Regions from separate parts of the Rattus norvegicus genome. Here region 2 is linked to region 1. Evidence: chromatin contacts called from public Hi-C data. All regions are on one chromosome and are shown on one strand. The core of a region is the stretch at or near the end of the contact, and the rest is flanking DNA. Distances in the headings are between cores, read along the strand shown. Region 1 holds the start of Lsm14a (LSM14A mRNA processing body assembly factor). Region 2 holds the start of Kctd15 (potassium channel tetramerization domain containing 15).

Region 1 (3,732 bases), core at 513-3,012:
GAGGCCAGCCTACCTAGAAGGAAGATGAATGAGAAGTTCCCCGGAAAATTTATGCAGGGCTATGGCCTGGGTTAGAGGTGAGTCAGGACTGCCACCCTACTGGGCCGCCAGAGAGGACACAGGGGAACTGGCTAGGCTGAGACTGAACCTGCCAGATCTCTGGGGTCCCTGAAGAACCAAGTAGCCTTTGGATGTTAGTCTTGTGTTTCTACGGAGGTGATGCATTTTGTCCTAGGCTAACCTGGTTTAGTGGGACTGGGACACCCCAAAGAAGCCAGTTTCCCCTAGAGCTTCCACATCAGGAAGTGAGGGTTCCCCCAGCCTACTTCATTGCCTGTAAAAGGAGAGCAGGACCCTCCCACAGGCTTCTTCAAAAGCTTTTCACGGTATTTTAAATAAATCATCTCTTAGGGCGGCTTTGTGTATAATGAACTGTGAAAGCTGTGTGAAGAAGGGATACTTGGAACAGCATGGAGCTGTGTAACGAGAAGCTAAATCATAAGCCAAACTAGCAAGTCTGGTTTTCACTTTGTGTAACATGTAATCTGTGGGGAGTAGAGGGATTTGAACAAGAGTCCACCATCTCGGGGTTGGGGATTTAGCTCAGTGGTAGAGCGCTTGCCTAGGAAGCGCAAGGCCCTGGGTTCGGTCCCCAGCTCCGAAAAAAAAGAACCAAAAAAAAAAAGTCCACCATCTCTTGCTACTTGGACATGATTCCCCCGACTGCTGTGTTAAGAAAAACGAAGTAGGGCTAAGAGAAGTAGAGAGAATTCTAAGGAAGCTACTGCCAACACTTCTGGCACTAAATTAGTAACTGAAAGAGTAACTGAGACGTCTTGTAGAGCTGTACCGATGGAGATGATCCAGAAGATTTACAGTTAGGACAGGTGTGGAGGTGAAGACAATCCAGGGGCCTTAGTAATTAAGTAAACGGTCCCGGCTCATAGTAAACGGTCCCGGCTCATAGTTAACTCAGAGAACAAGCTAGAGGGATGAGTTTGGAGTAAAACGAGTACAGTTACACCTCTGGATGCAAAGTTTTAGGATGCCAATTTGGCACCCGATCGGAGAGACGATCGTTAAGAAAGTGGAATTGACTTTAAGTGGTCAAAGCTGCAGAGAAACATTTGGACTGATGTTTCTTGCATAACTAGAGGCCAGGAGCATCTTGAAAGCTAGAAACCGGGATCAAACCGTATAAAAGGGGTTGGACTCAGCAGGAAGGAAAAAGAGTTTTGGGAACCGAGTCCCAGCGCCGCCTGGAGCAGCAGCCCTTGGGGTGTGAAATTCCTTTGGCGAAGATGGCTGTTCTGGCATTGACAGTGAGAGCTCTGTGACCCGCGGAAACCGGCAGCTGGTCATGGAGCTAAGAGGCGACCGCTTACAAAGACTCTGGGATCGTAACAAAGTACAGCCCGCCTAGAGATGGCGGAGGCCGCAGTCAGCTTCACCAGGCGGGATGAGCCCTCATCCAGTTTTCACGCAAGGTCTAGGTGCCGTGAAACATTTCCGTCTCTCCGAAACTCCTACCGAGCGCAAGCTGGCGAGCCAGTCCCATCAACTGGTCTTCGGGCCGCCGCGGAAAGAGCCAGGAACCGTCGGTGAGCACACCGAGTCTCGCGAGAGAGTGCGCGGCCTCACCCTCCCGGCATGCCCCGCGCCGCCGCCGCTGCCGCCGCCGCCGCCGCCGCGCCGCGGTTTGAGGGCGGGAGGCTGGGGGAAGGGTAAGCGGAGCCGGCGCAGCCGCCATGTTGGTTCTGAAGAAGCTGCTGTGAGGCGCCGACGGAGCGAGCGGGCGGGCGTGCGGAGCGGCGGGCGCAGCGCGGGATCTGCCTGAGTGCGAGCGGCGGGCGACGGCGGCGGCGCCATGAGCGGGGGCACCCCTTACATCGGCAGCAAGATCAGCCTCATCTCCAAGGCGGAGATCCGCTACGAGGGCATCCTCTACACCATCGACACCGAGAACTCCACTGTAGCCCTCGCCAAAGGTACGGCGGGACGGGCCTCGGGGTTGAGGGGCGCGGGACGGGCGCCCCGCCGCCCTCGCGCTCTTCTCTCTCTGCAGTCCTCAGGGGAGGCCGCTCCCTCGGTCCCGGCTCCGGAGCGACAAGGGCCGGGCCGCGGCCTCCCCGGGTTCCCCGGGCTTCTTCCCCGGTAGCTCCGCGCCTTCCATCCAGGGAACGAGTGCGCGGCTCCCGGGGCGGGGCGATCTCAAAGTCCCGGGAACCAGCCAGAGAACACACCCAGGTTCGTGTCTTCCAAGACCGAAATTCGGTCGTTCCGTCTTCTGAAGCGCCGAACAAAGCCGGAGGAGTCGAAGAATCTTGACGCCTACCTAGAGTTGAATGCGGATGTGTTGATTCCCCGGGCACCCATTTTCTCAGCGTTCCTCATCTGGGTCGGTGGCGACTGTTCTCGAGTGAACTCCTAAGGAGTGTGCTCCAAACTTTGGGTTTGCGCCGCAGACTTATGATCTCGAAAGGCCATTTGGTACCGTCGAGTCGATCGCATCTCGTTTGTCTCCTCTGTGATTGTTACCTGTTAAGCCGGAATTCTTATGCAACCAAAGGGTGCACGTTAAAGTGCTTGCTTGCTGTCCCCACGGGCCTCTTTTCTGGAACCCTGGTAGAAAGGAAAGTTCAAGTTTTGATGATCCGGGACTCTTGTACACAGTTCAGATCGAGTACTGTCTGGCCGCCGACCGACTCCGCTGTACTTGGCGTTCCATGGGGAGAGGAAGTTGTGTTGAAGGGGATCACCCTACCTGCCCCATAGTCTGTACTGTCGATACAGTCAGTTTGTGGGTTTTGTTTCCGTTCACGCGTGCTAGACCTTTGCTGTGCCAGGAAGGCAGAAAGAAAATAAACTTGAGCTTCTGATCTTAGAGGATTTTATCAGTTTTTGATACCAGGGAGGGCTATTTTTCCACCACACCTAGTGGGATTGTTAAGAACTGCGTACATACGCTAGGAAAAGAGGTCCCAGGGATAGCAAGATTCTAAATCTAAAAATGTCAAATGTTAACTGAATGAAAGAGTCGCTTTACATTACCCAACTAGTTTTAATGACCCCTTTTAAAAACAAAAAACAAACATTCCTTTTAACAGTTTCAGTTTTGGGCCAAATCGACCTGGATAAGAAAACCTTTTTTAGGGTGTTGAATTGTACCTAATAAGGGTTAGGGGTGTGGCCTGATTGACAGCTCTACCCTAGCAAGTGGGAGATCTGTGTTCCCTCCCCGGAACCACAAAAACAAAGCTTAAAAAAGGTACACTATAAAAGAGTAGGGTGATGTTTTCCTTGGTTGCATTGTGATGATACTTATGTAAGTTTTGAGAGTTTACTTTAAAAAAGAAATCCTTGAATCAAATACTGAAAAAGTCAAGGAGTCTGCTTTTTAAAGAGCAGTTTGAGGCCTGGTGCTGTGACACTCCCCTGTAGTCCCAGATGTGCAAAAGGCATCTGGAACTAGGGACCTGCTGGACTGCTAAACCAATACAGCCAGGTCTTCTCAGTTGATAGAGTGCTTTCTTAAATGCAGAAAACCCTGCTTGGCTCCCCAGTGAGAAAAACCGGGTGTGGGTGGTTCCACCAGGGAGGTGGAGGCAGGTCAAGGCATTCAAGATCTGCTTGGTACACATGAAACCCTCTCAAAAAAGACAAAAACTGAGAAGCCAAGGGCTACGCCATAACTTTCTCTTTTCCTTATTGAGTGTTGCGACACATTGCCTG
Region 2 (3,732 bases), core at 802-3,301, 260 kb before region 1:
GGTGGGGATCGCGAGGTGGGAAGGAAGTGGTGGCGGTGGGGAACGGTACATTTTTTGTCGCGGAGCGCGGCAGGCGCGGGCGCGCGGAGCTAATTGCGACTCTAATCCTCTGCCCCGAGGCGCAGCCGAGCCCCGAGCCAGGAGTCGCCTGCGCGCGCCCGCTCGCGCTCGCCGCGCCGGGGTAATTTGGAACCGGATCGCTGCCCTTTGCAATCCAGGCTGGGCCGCGGCGAGGCGCACAGGCTACCGGCTGATTTTGGGGGGCTGTTTTTCCCCCTCCAGCCATCGGGGGAGGCCGCTGGAGAGAGAGGGAGGAGAAGAGGTGGGAGCGGCGGGAGGGCAGCCGGAGAGCGGCGCGAAGAGGAGGCGGCGGCGGCCGCGGCGAGGAGGGAGGAGGCGAGGGGAGGGCGGGGAGGGGAGGCCCCGGCGCGGCGCGCCGCGAGGGGCCGCGCGGAGCGGGGGCCGGGGCGGGAGGGGTGGGTGGGGGGAGGGTTGGGGGCGAGAGAGAAAGTAACTCCAGGACGAGACCGGAGCGACCCGCGCGCATCGAGCACTAGGCGACGGGGCTGCGCCGGGCGCCCGACACCGGCGGCTGCGGGGGGCGGGGGCTGCGCCGGTGCCCGATCCACCGCTCCGGCTCCGAGGTAAGCCCAGCACGGCGGCCACCGCTCAGTGCCGCACACCCCTGGTTCCCAAAGTGGCTGCAATGCCGAGAAAGTCACTCGGCCCCGGGCCGGGACCTAGGCTGGGGGTGGGGGGGACGGGCTGCTTTGTCCCTCTGCTGAGCGCAGGGGCTGGCGGCGTGGGGGCGCCCAGCACAAAGGCCTGGCGCGCACGGGGCGGGGGGTGCCCACGTGGGCTGGTCCTAGCCGCGGGTGGACCCTCCCCACTCAGCCGGGCTCCGATCATCCTGCCGCGCGGTATATGCGTCCAGGTCCTCCGCACTCTGGTTCCAGTATGGGCTCGAGTGCCCTGCAGAGCTGGTGACTTTCCTGAGTCTGAAACCGGCTCCATGTAGCTGGAATTTTGGGGCTCACAGGACCGGGTTGGCGCCCAAATTATAGAAAAGGAAAAAGTCTCTAACGGGACAGATGTGCGTTTTCTGACGCCCACCCTTTGAGTCTCATGCCAGACGCACTGGTAGTGGTTCCAAGCTCAGGAAGGATGTGGGGCGGGGGAACGCGCCGCCCCAAGACCGGACCTCGGTCTCTAGATCTCCGCTGCCCACACGCACCCCCTGACCTGGATGCGAACACCCTCATTCTTCCACTCCCGCGCCTCTGTAGCACCTCTTATACCCTCCCTTGGGAAGCCCCCGACAGTAGAAAGATAAACCTTCAAGTTTTCACTCTGCGTCTCAAATGTGCATGAAGGAATTTAACTGCGCGAGTGAATAACAGCATTAGTTTCAATTAATTTTTTTTAAATCCCGGCAACAATAAACTTTGAGAACAAAAGCGCTTTTACGTCCTTAATTAGGCGAGCTTCCCATCTGTGGTCTTGAAGTGTCTGCCTCTTGATTTAACTTTGTCTCCGCCCCCCACCGCACTCCCACCCCTTCTTTGCTGGGCCCTTCGGGTGCCTTGGCCACCCCGCCCGCGGGGCCGGAGGTTCGGCCCAGCCGATCCTGTAGCCCCGAAGTTCACAACAGCCGGCTGGCTTTGCGACCGGGCTGGCGCGCACCAGGTGGCCCGCCGCGTCCCTCCCGTTCCACCCCTGGACAGTCCTGCAGGCCCCTGGCATTGCCGCCTCGGGCAAGCGCCCAGGGCGTAGAGCTGAAGGGAACTGGAGAGGCGCCTTCTGTTTACCTTTTATGGTTAAAATAACAGCTTAGCAAAAGAAGCGACTTCACGAAGAAGCGATTTAGTGAAATCGTCTCAAGCTGCCGCAGCTCAGCCAGTTTAATCACCCCCAGAGAGCTGAACAACTGCGAGCACAATGGGACACAAAATCATTTTGTGTGTAAATGAGCGTGGCATTCTGCTCACTTCCCTCTGTTCGGGCGGGCGGGGCTCGGCTGCGGGTGGGCGCGGGACCCGGGTCTCCCACCACAGCTTGGAGAAGCGGGTCAATGCTGGGCCAGTTTACAAACCCGCCGAGGTATCTGCAACAGGCTGCTTGGCCAAACCTCAGCCGCGCCTGGGTCCTGGTGTCTGGTGCAGTGAACTCGTGTGTCTCTTATCAAGTGCACTTTCTATGTTTGTGATCTCAGCAGTGTTCTGGGAAGAAGGGTCGTGGTCCACCACAGATGCGTTTGTCAGAGGGAGCAGTGGAGATTCGGGTCAAGGCTTAAGGCCTGGGGCTTCCAATGGTGAGTCTTGGGTTTGCGCTGTGAGAAACAGGCTGGGGCTGCTTGGGCGATGGGTGCTTGGTGCTACTTGTCACTTCTCAGTTGGGTCCTGGTAGTGAGGATATGTGGTGCTTTGGTAGCATTTGGGTGAGAATTCTCCCATCTCTGTTGACCTTCAGTGGGTGTTCCTCTACGACACCGTCTCTCCTCCATCTCCTACCAGGGCTGGATGACCCATCCCTTGGGTCTGCTTTGGTTTTCCAAAATCTTCCTTGAGATAAATGGCCTTGTTAATGTCCAAAACAGGGGACTGGACCCAACTCCTCCATGAGGCTAAAACACTCTCCCTCACCCCCAAACAGTTTCAGACCAAAGAACTTCCCAGGGCAGTGGGGATGTCAAACAAATCATGGGAGGGGAGGCACTTTCCTGACATTTAGTGGTTCCAGTCTGTGCACCTCAGACCATGTTTTATACTGGGATACTGAACGTTAAGACATAGATCTAGAAGTTTAACAGGAAAAAGCATCATGTGGGTACCCAGGGTACCATGTAGTTGACCCATATGGGTTAAACCTGTATCAGAGAAGTCCAGGGTGTGTGTGTGTGTGTGTGTGTGTGTGTGTGTGTGTGTTCTATTTCCCTTTGAGACAGCCCCGAGCCAGTCGAGGGGGTGCTAGAAACCTGTCCTTCTCCACCCCTCCTTCATGGGCCCCCTGAAAAGCCCCCAGGGTAGCTTCTGAGGACTGAGGCACAATTTTATTTCAGGTGTCTGAGGCACATAGGAAAGTCCCAAGTAGCTCTGGGGAGGAGGGGAGAAAGCCCATTTGCTGATTGCTGTCTGGCCAGCTCTCAGTGCCCCAAGGGCCTGTGATCCTGAGGGAGTCTGGAATACATTAGGCCCAGGCAGCACCATTCTGGGGGTCTATTGGAGAAGCAGGCAAACAAAGGCAGGTCCTGTCTGCTGTGGGAACTCTAGGTGACTGGTGGCTTCCCAGTGATGCTTCTGGCTTCTGTGGAAAGAGGTGTCCTATACCAACTGTCTTCCCTGGGTGGTGAGAGATCCTAGGCTGCCCAACCAACTGAGGGGATTGGCACCCCCCCCCCCCAGGTTCTCTCCACTGATGCAAGAGGAGACACGCTTGGTAACACGGCTCTAACTCAAAATACCAAAGAAATCTGATTTGTTCTGAAACATGGAAGGGCAGTAATGGCGAGCATATGTTTTAGGCTGTCATTAGCCAAATTAGCAGACATGGAACTGCCTAGAAAACGTGTGTGTGTGTTGTGTGTGTGTGTGTGTGTGTGAGAGAGAGAGAGAGAGAGAGAGAGAGAGAGAGAGAGAGAGATATGCTATGGCCTAGAAGTCTGCTTTGGGGTGTGTGTGTGTGTGTGAGAGAGAGAGAGAGAGAGAGAGAGAGAGATATGAGAGAGAGAGAGAG

The links. Hi-C and Micro-C count contacts between places; a contact is called where the count stands out from the background.
Region 2: a contact with region 1 is called in a Hi-C map of mammary epithelial cells, with 2.9 times the contacts expected there. The contact joins the promoter of Kctd15 here to the promoter of Lsm14a in region 1. A contact is called at or near these places in 1 of 12 Hi-C or Micro-C datasets (mammary epithelial cells) and 1 of 1 datasets of contacts at active chromatin or transcription factors (oligodendrocytes).

Annotation. Positions count from the first base shown.
Region 1 is chr1:96,144,478-96,148,209 of GRCr8, reverse strand. Lsm14a (LSM14A mRNA processing body assembly factor) reads left to right here and starts at 1,762. Exons shown (of 10, transcript NM_001127552.1): 1 at 1,762-1,988. The coding sequence starts at 1,868.
Region 2 is chr1:96,407,436-96,411,167 of GRCr8, reverse strand. Kctd15 (potassium channel tetramerization domain containing 15) reads left to right here and starts at 2,051. Exons shown (of 6, transcript NM_001109141.1): 1 at 2,051-2,311.